2 separate regions of the Mus musculus genome follow, and region 1 is linked to region 2. Evidence: chromatin contacts called from public Hi-C data. All regions are on one chromosome and are shown on one strand. The core of a region is the stretch at or near the end of the contact, and the rest is flanking DNA. Distances in the headings are between cores, read along the strand shown. Region 1 overlaps Grik4 (glutamate receptor, ionotropic, kainate 4). Region 2 overlaps Tbcel (tubulin folding cofactor E-like).

Region 1 (4,253 bases), core at 39-2,538, 92 kb after region 2:
CAGAGAGGTCAAACAATTCACTCTGAGTCACACAAGGAAAACTACTGACCACACGGAGATCTGAACTCATGGTTCCGGTTCCTAGTTCTTCGGCCGCTGGTGGGCTAAAACCCTCCACTCTCTTCCAGGAACTAGGTTGTTGGCTATTTGCGGTCTGTTTCATAAACACATGCATATATGCTTAGGTTCTCACATGTATAGGAGCATACACACACACACACACATGCACACACACACACACATGCATGCACACACACACACGCAGGCACGCGAGCGTGTGCACACATGCACACACGCATACACACACACACACACAGTTGCATCCAGGTTTCATGTCTAGTACCAAAAAGTGACCCAATACATAAGAGCCTTGTGGGTAGGGCTTCAGAGGCAACTTACTACCAACTTCAGCTAAAAGCAGATCCAGTTGAAGAGTCTATCATACCCGTTGGGCGCCCTGTCTCTCACTTCTCTGAGTAGTGCCTTGCAATGGAAGTCAGGACCACCAAGGTGTGGGGAAATCACACACGCATACACATCTCCTTCTCCTTATACAATACTCTGCATGCTTTAAAGATTCTTTCTTCCTTCTGTTTTCAGAGATGAAAAGGGTAAAGAAAAAGAAAAACCAGATTAATCCTTAGAGCCCCGGGAATTTCAAAGTATCTCCAGGAAGGTTACATTCCTGTTTGTTTGCTTGTATGTTGCATTTAAAAAGTTTGTTTGATGGACTTTCACCCTCTCTCTATGCAGAGGGAGACTACCAAACACCAGTCACTGGGGGGGGGGGGGGAGGAGGGGGGGGGAGTCAGCACCTGAAACCCAGTGCACCTGCAACTCCAAAACCTAAGGGGGAGAGAGAGAGAGAGAGAGAGAGAGAGAGAGAGAGAGAGAGAGAGAGAGAGGTCAGACTTCCATCCCCAAGCACAAGACAAGGGAGCCTTAGAACAGAACCCAGAAGAGACAGGAAAGAAAAAGAAAAAAGAAAAAAAAAAAAACCATGAGAGGAAAGAAAAGGACATCAACAAAAATATACAAATTCAGAAAAGAAAACTTCCCTGTTGAGTTTAATTTTTTTTTCCTGTAAGAACTAGACCCAGGGTACAATGGCCCCTTCCTAGGGGGAATTCAACTGATGACACCATCAATTCTTGGACTGCTCTCTCGGCAGGGCCCCACAACCCAGAATCCACTTATTTGAGTGTGAGGGAAAGGCTCTCTGGGAGGAGATGGGTCCTTGTGCCCACGAGGGACAGCGTCTCTGCCACGTGGGTGCAGTGTCTCATCTCGGATAGGCCGCTCTGCCACAGGGCAGGGAGATCCGCCTCCTGCTGGGGCAGCAGGCTCAGATCGCTTTGTAAAGTCATTGAATCTTGAATCCGGAGAGAAGGAACTTGTAATGTTAGCCCTCCCGCCTCCCCGCCTGGCTCCATGGTCCTTCGCTGCTGCCACTACTCGGGCTCGCTGCTGTTGGTGGTCTTGTCCCACTCCAGGCTCTCCTCGCTGCGCGCTGGCGACGGTCGCGCCCGCAGGCCCTGGAAGCGGCGGCACTCTGGGCACACGCGGATGTGCGTGCAGCCTCGAGCTACTAGGGCGGCCTCCTGTGCCAGTCTCTGCGCCAGCTGGTCTGGCTCCCCGGCGCCACATAGCTTGCCATTGCTGAGCGTCGCTGTGCCTCTGGGTCGGCGCTCCTCCAGGACCGGGGGCTGGGGTGGCAGGCCTCCAGAGCGCCGCCGCCTGGGATGGATATTGTCCTGGCACAGGATGATGTTGCGCAGTTCTGTCACCATCTCCTGACACACAGACACCTGGGGGAGACAGCGGAGGTCACAGATAGCCACTCAGAACCAGCCTCCTGAGTCTCCTTGTGTCTATAGGCATGGAGTGATGGGAGGCTCTCTCTCATCTCCGGTGAGGAGATTAAATGACTTCTCCCCTCTCCTGCTTAAGGCTCAAAAGCCCCCCAACAGCCTTCATGTAACAGCTCTGCCAGATGATGCCCAATCTCTGGTCACCTTCAAAGAGCAATATCAGCATCTTGGGAAAGACAGGATGCCATTTTGACACATTCCCACCAACACTACGTCCTCCCACTCTGCTTAGCTTCTTCTACCACTGAGAAGTTCATCCGATGACCTCAGGGAAATTTGGATCTTGAAACTTACTTAGAACAAACACTCTCTTAAACATCAGTCTGCCTGGTATTTGAAAACATTGTCATGAACAGTTTGTCTTTAGTCCAAAGATGCTTGTGCCTTTTACCCACCATGCCTGATTGAGTTGTTTGAGCTGGAAAGGAACATTCTGGAAATACAGTGAGAGGAAGCAGCCTCCTTTTCTTCCCTATTCTCTCTTTCATCTCCACCAACATGACAGTTCTACTATGGCCAAAAGCCATCACAAGCCTTGACTTCCTTATAACTGTCCTCAATGGAGTTGCCAACAGCTGGCGGTGATGTACCCCGGAAACCACTGGAATAAACGCTTGCACATCTGAAGGTCCACGGTCCCCTAATAGGAAAGGCTTGGCTCCAGCTGCGTCTCAAAATGCAGAATATTCCAGATTTTAGAAAAGGCATCACAATGCACAAGCACTGTATTATGTTTAACACCCTGTGAGGCTAGGACACACTCCATATTTGAGCACATTGTTATTTCTACAGCAAAATGTTTGTGTGTGTTCACAATGAATGCAACAGAGATGGTGCACATTAATTAGGCTTTGTGGAGGAAAGCATTTGTATCAAACTCACAAAGGGCTTGGGCCATTCTAGCCTTTGGGGTCTGGGAACCAATGGATAAAGAATTATAAACATGTGTTACTATTGTTACTATTACTAATATTATAATATTATTATAATATTCACTTTGAAGATATATAGGTAGGAATTCGGGAAATATTATATATTTTGTAAAGAACCCACTAACGAGTATTCTATCGAGAATTAGAACTTAGACCTCTAATTCCAAAACCCAAGCATACTTGGCTGAGTTCTCATCTCTGAGACCACAGTGGCACTCCGGGACCATGATGGCAAAGCCTCTTTCTTGTGTTCTGTCTATGGGACAAATATTGTCCCATAGACACACAGCCAATATAGCCTCCTTTTCATTTTAGCTATCAGAGCAGTCTGGGAGTCATTGAATTTCAATGTAAGTCCAGACCCTGCCTAAGCTCTATGGAGAAACAGCCATGCAAAGCAGCTGCAGATATCAGCTCATAGAATATGGCCGAACAAGCTCTCAGCCCTGATTCTAGACCCATCACTGCCACTAACAGAGACTCTCGGCAAATCACTAAACCCCTGTGCTTCTAATAATTACTATGGCAACAACCCCCTTGCCACCTGCTTGATCCATTTCGTGTGACAAGAATATAACAACATTCATTTACTGTCTACAGTGGGTCAAACACAGTGATTTGCCATGGAAATATAGGGATAACAAGCAGTCCTTACACCCAAGTACCTCCATGTCTAGAGTCCTTGTGGCATTGGCATGTAAGCACTTTAGGTCAGGGTTACATTGGTGCTGGGGTGGCTGAAGAATGGTTGGTTTCTGCTGGTCCATAGTAAAGGCAGGAGAAGAAATGGGGAAGGTCTCATGGGGAATGAAAGACACACCCAATCAGTCTCATATGGAATACATAAGCATTAGCAGAATTTAAGGAATGGCCAAAGGGAGAGGGGACTTGAACTGGAAGCAGACATACCAGGGGAGGGACCCATGTTCCTTAAAAGGACAAGAGAGTCTGAGAATGACATGTTCCCTTTGGTTTGCTCTTTGCTGAAGAGGTCAGGCAATGAATGGGGCAAAGGCCCTTCATAGCAGGGGTAGAGAGAAGCCAGGCTGGAATACGGTCAAGGGCAGAGAGGGGGACAAGGAAGTGAGAAGCAATCCTGCTATCAAATGTCCTTAGCTCAGGAGAAGGACAGCATAAGGCACAGTAATGGTGACACTGCTACTCTTGAAAAGGAACAACTAGGCACACCCGTGGATTTTGGAGAGAGGGTCAAGAGTCTTAGAGATGAGGAGTGGCAGGATCAGTTCCTGCCATAGCTGTGAGTGTCACACCCCCAGCTACAGCAGCATCAGCAGCTGGCCTGATGCATATATTTTTAGGTGAGGGGGGTGTTTAGACAGGGGCTGGCTACTCTTCATTTCTTGGAGGAAGTGGGAAGTGAAATCAAGCTCTCTTCATGCAGGAGCAGAGGGCAGATGAATAAGCTGAGCACAGACAGCCAAGCGACTGG
Region 2 (4,477 bases), core at 1,067-3,566:
ATGGGAAGATATGTCATTGACACAGAAGTGTAAGCCCTACTTTCTATGTTGTTGTTGATTTTAAAGAGATACCAAAGATTTATGTACACCAGGTTTCTGACCTGAGGAGCTGGAGCAATGGCACAACAGTTATGTATACTTACGAGCTTTGCAGAGGATGTGAGTGCAAACCTGCCAAAACTCCAGCTCCAGGGGGATCGGACCAACTCTCTGGCCTCTGCGGGCACCTGCACTTGGGTGTGCACGCACACATACCTGCACTTGGGTGTGCATGCACACATACCTGCACTTGGGTGTGCACGCACACATACCTGCACTTGGGTGTGCATGCACACATACCTGCACTTGGGTGTGCATGCACACATACCTGCACTTGGGTGTGCACGCACACACACAGTTACAAAATAAAACACATCTTTAAAGGTATTCTTGCTCTGGTGACCTCCTAGAGTGAGAAAGAGGATAAGCGGTAAGGCTTAAGCACCCCATTTTTCCTGAAATAGTCTTTCTTTTTAATTAAAATAAAATAATGTGAAAAATAAACTCATTAGCTATAAATACAGGAAAATAGTATCTTATTATTCTTATTAATTTTTTTCATTTTTAAAAATTAAACAAACAAGACAACAACAACAAAAAGGCAAAGCTGGCTACTTGTTCTGGCCAAGGCTAAAGTTCAGAGAAGAAAGACAGTGTCTCCAAGACCAGAAGCACTTGGGGGGCCTCACTGTGCCTCTTCTTTGAAATCCTCCTCTGTATCTGCTTTAGAGATTAGGAAGGCAGCTACCTCCTGCTGGGCCGAGGCTGAGAAAGAGGCAAGAAGTCAGAAGCAAGGCCTGGGTGACTGGCATGACAAAGCCTGCAGGTCACAGGGAAAGCTAACATTTCAGAGGGTCTCCGAGGAGCTGGGAGGAGAAAGCCCCTTTTGTCTCCCATCAGACTCCCAGATGAATGTGAGCAGTGCTGTGTCACCACCCTGACAGAGGATGATGGAGCTTGGCAATGCCGAGAACCCCAGGAGACCTGTGTCCAGGCGAAGAATGCTCTTCACAACAGCAGGTCCTCTGTGTGGAAGGAATATGAGGGAAGGGACACAGTGCGCTAGGATTCCTCCAGTGTTGGAGACAAAACGGGCCTTCATTGGGGTGGTGTCCAAATACAGCCTGCTGCCCTGCCTCACAATCACAGGAGATACAATCAACTCAGCTAAGAAGAGCCATGAGTCTCTAGCAGGAAAAGCCACTCTCCATACTTCACAAAGCATGCCGTTGGTGACACTAAGCAAGCACTCGAGGAACTGGGCGCCTAATCCTTGACATTCTAAAGAAGCTGTCCCAAGAGCTCAAGCATCCCTCAGGACACAGCTTTGGGGAGAGTGAAAGCAAAGCAAAGCTTAAGGAAGCTTTACCCCTGGTCTCTGACAGCAGCACTCCTCTGTCCACTGGTCCATCGGCACTGTCCTCTGGAACCATGGCTCTTATAACTCGTTTGATAAAGTTTGAAATTTTAAGGTCTCAAGAAAGGGACACCTCAAATCAGCTAGGTCACTCACTGCGCTCAAAATCAAGAAGCCACTGAACCCCCAAAGATACAATCAGGTTGAGATCCTAGAGGAACTTGCTTCCTTTTGTTTTTTCTCTCTTTAAAATTAAACAGGACTACATATTAGCTCAGCGCTAAAGAAGCAATTTACATCCAATCTCTCAGAGGAGATGGAGAGAGAAAGCAAAGGCAAGATGAAGGGAAACTCATAAACAGAAGCAGTGTGATTGGCATCAGTTAAGGGCAAAGCAGTAATGACACATGTGCTGGGCTTTAAGTGTGGAGGCTCCCGCCATCCTGAAAGATGGTTGCGTTGCCCTAGAGGGATCGTGACTGTAAATACTCAAAAACAAGCAGAAATGCGCAATGTGTTTCCCCAGGACTAAATTCTATAATTTAGCCCAAAGCAGGCATCCTCTTTCAGTGTCTAGAGTCAGCCTTGTTTCCTATAGTCTCAATGAGCAATTTGCTCTCCAGGTCTCTCTCAGGCCCTCCTTATAACCAGAACCCAAGCCCACCCTTTGAAATCCCCACAGCCCCCCATCAAACTTCCAGCAATTTCCTACCACAGTAAGAAAGAACAGCAAGTGCCACAGCCATGCTGTCTCCTCTCTTACCTCCACTACTTCCATTCAGAATAACCCCCTCACCTTGACCAGGCTAGCACAAATGCTTTCTAGGATAGGGCGGCCCTTTGCCTGACCTAACCGGCTTCCTCATGAGCACAGTCATATACTGAGCAGTGCTACACTGCCAGGCAACGTCTGGATCCTGGGGAGGAAGGAAGGCCCCGAACAGGAAACACTGCTGTTCCACCCAGCAGACAGTACCAAGTGTGGGAGGCGTGAAGACACTGACATACAAATGGACAGACAACACAATACAAATCAAGTCCAGTAATAGACAAGTGAGATCAAAGTGGGCTAAGGGAATAATAGGAGCCAAGGTATGCCATCTTAGCTAGGGGGTGCTGATGAAGAACCTCAAATAAGGTGAGAGCAAGAGAGAAAGCCACACAGGCAGCCTGCTTGGTGCAGTCCAAACTGCGAGAGAGCGCCAGAGCCTGAGGTGACAGAGAGCCAGCTGGTCACCAGCAAGCAGGTTCCTGCTTCTGTTGTTTGAAATATATAAACCTGACTTTGTGTTGGCTGCTGTAACATTAACAGAACAGGCAAGACAGTGTGAAGATTGGGACTTGAGAACGCAGCAGACGGAAGTTTGAAGCCATCTATGGAGTCTGTGAAAATCTAACTTCAAAAGAAAAAGAACCCAGATGGTCTCCACAGAGAACAGGGAGAAATAAACCCTGAGTGACTCCATCATTCTCAGAGCAGGAATGGAAGGGGCGAGGAGGGGGGAGGGGTGAGTGTGGAGGAAGACTGTGTGTGTGGAGAGGACGTCTGATCTCAGACACAGTTTCATCATCCAGGCGAGGTGTCAAGCTGACAACTGGAAACACCAGGTCAGGGTAATCCATCCCTGACCTGACCCTCAGTTACAGTCATTATTACATCTACTGTTTATTTATCATTACAATCACTGATTACAGCTACCCCACACAGGTGGCATCTAGAGCCATAGGAATGGCTATAAGTAAGAACTGGACAGGTGCAGGAAGAGGGGTGCAAGGAAGAAAGGCCTGGGAACTTAGTCTCTGGAAGTCAAGAGGTCAGGACCCAGCGAAGGAAAGGGTCTCCAGCTTAGCTCCAAAGCAAGCCTCTCACACACCGCAGTTTATCCCTGCACCCCCAGTTTCTAGTCCAGTGCAGTTTATCCCTGTACCCCCAGTTTCTAGTCCAGTGCCGTTTGGTTTATAGCAAGTTCTCAGTTAATAAGTTAAAATGTCCCCTGGACCCCAGCTAGGATCTAGAGTCAGTTCCTCGAAGTTCTCCTGGTGAAGCAGGAGAATCCCGTAACTGAAACATGATCCACCAGGAGAGGACATCTTTCCAGCCACCTGCAGCACACACTCGACTTACTATGAAACAGGACACCACTGCTCCAAGAGCCACTGGGAGACAAGGCACAGAGGAAGCCTATTGACCAGCAGAGCCAACTCAGGGATGCTCAAAGGCCAAGAGACAGAGAACAGAGGCTTTTCTTCTCTGGTTGTTTCAGAAAGTAAATAAACACACAGCCTATGTTGGGAGACTCCATTCCATGCTGGCCAGTTATTTGCCATGAGCAGCCACAGCAAGGAGGCTCCACCCAGCAAAAGACGACAATGACAAGGGTAACTGAGCACCCACAGGCAATTACTGTACTCTTAGAAGACACATTCACAACACCGAGGTATGGCTCCCTTCTCTGCCCAAAATGGTTTATTCTAGGGTAGGTAAACAGATCGCAGATCTCTGGATTGTCCTTAAGGAGTTCCATTTGTAAGATGACCAATCACAACCAAACAGTGTGGAGAAAACAACTCTGCTGTCCTCAGGGACCCTCAGCCCACCATCATGGCCCTTCACATGTTACAGAGACAACCTGGGTCACTTTCCTCGCGTGTCTAAGTGAAGAAGACTGACTTCATGTCTAATTAACATTAGGCAGGAAACCCAGAGAGAAGGAAGGGTTCAGGGAACTGACCTAGGAGAGACAGTACTGAAGTCAGGGTACAGGAAATCCAACTGGACACCATTCAAGAGCACCACTGTCGCCAGCAGCAGGTCCAGTCAAAGGAAGAGAAATGTCTTCTCCAAAACAAACGGCCATACCTGTGGATTTCAGGAAACTGAAGCCCTACTAATTCAGTACAAACCCCGGGTTTCCTAAGGAGTCATACTTCCACTGTACACTAACTGCACCAGGGCTATGTGTGTTTCATCAGTAGCTTAGGAAGAGGCAATGTATGTAACTGGAAGAGAAAAGGGTAAGTTTAGTGGCAATGCTCTGCCACTGTCTTAATTCATAGCATGCATACCGTGCACGCTATGCA

What was found. Hi-C and Micro-C count contacts between places; a contact is called where the count stands out from the background.
Region 1: a Hi-C map of double positive thymocytes shows a contact between it and region 2, with 2.0 times the contacts expected there. The contact joins two enhancer-like sites. A contact is called at or near these places in 6 of 484 Hi-C or Micro-C datasets (CD4 T cells, cerebral cortex, double positive thymocytes and 1 more), 3 of 115 datasets of contacts at active chromatin or transcription factors (embryonic stem cells, extraembryonic endoderm stem cells and memory CD8 T cells) and 2 of 9 other capture datasets (adipose tissue and liver).

What each region holds. Positions count from the first base shown.
Region 1 is chr9:42,519,378-42,523,630 of GRCm38.p6, forward strand. It overlaps Grik4 (glutamate receptor, ionotropic, kainate 4), which reads right to left. Exons shown (of 21, transcript NM_175481.5): 21 at 1,035-1,808. The coding sequence ends at 1,452. Among named protein-coding and RNA genes, the nearest start is that of Tbcel, 49 kb to the left of the region's middle. Within about 2 kb of position 1,289, at least 77 of the 459 cell types and tissues checked have an H3K27ac peak or open chromatin away from gene starts, as enhancers often do. A contact at or near this core is called in cerebral cortex and double positive thymocytes, where this site is marked.
Region 2 is chr9:42,425,880-42,430,356 of GRCm38.p6, forward strand. The region is part of intron 7 of Tbcel (tubulin folding cofactor E-like); the gene reads right to left. Among named protein-coding and RNA genes, the nearest start is that of Tecta, 28 kb to the left of the region's middle. Within about 2 kb of position 2,317, at least 81 of the 459 cell types and tissues checked have an H3K27ac peak or open chromatin away from gene starts, as enhancers often do. A contact at or near this core is called in cerebral cortex and double positive thymocytes, where this site is marked.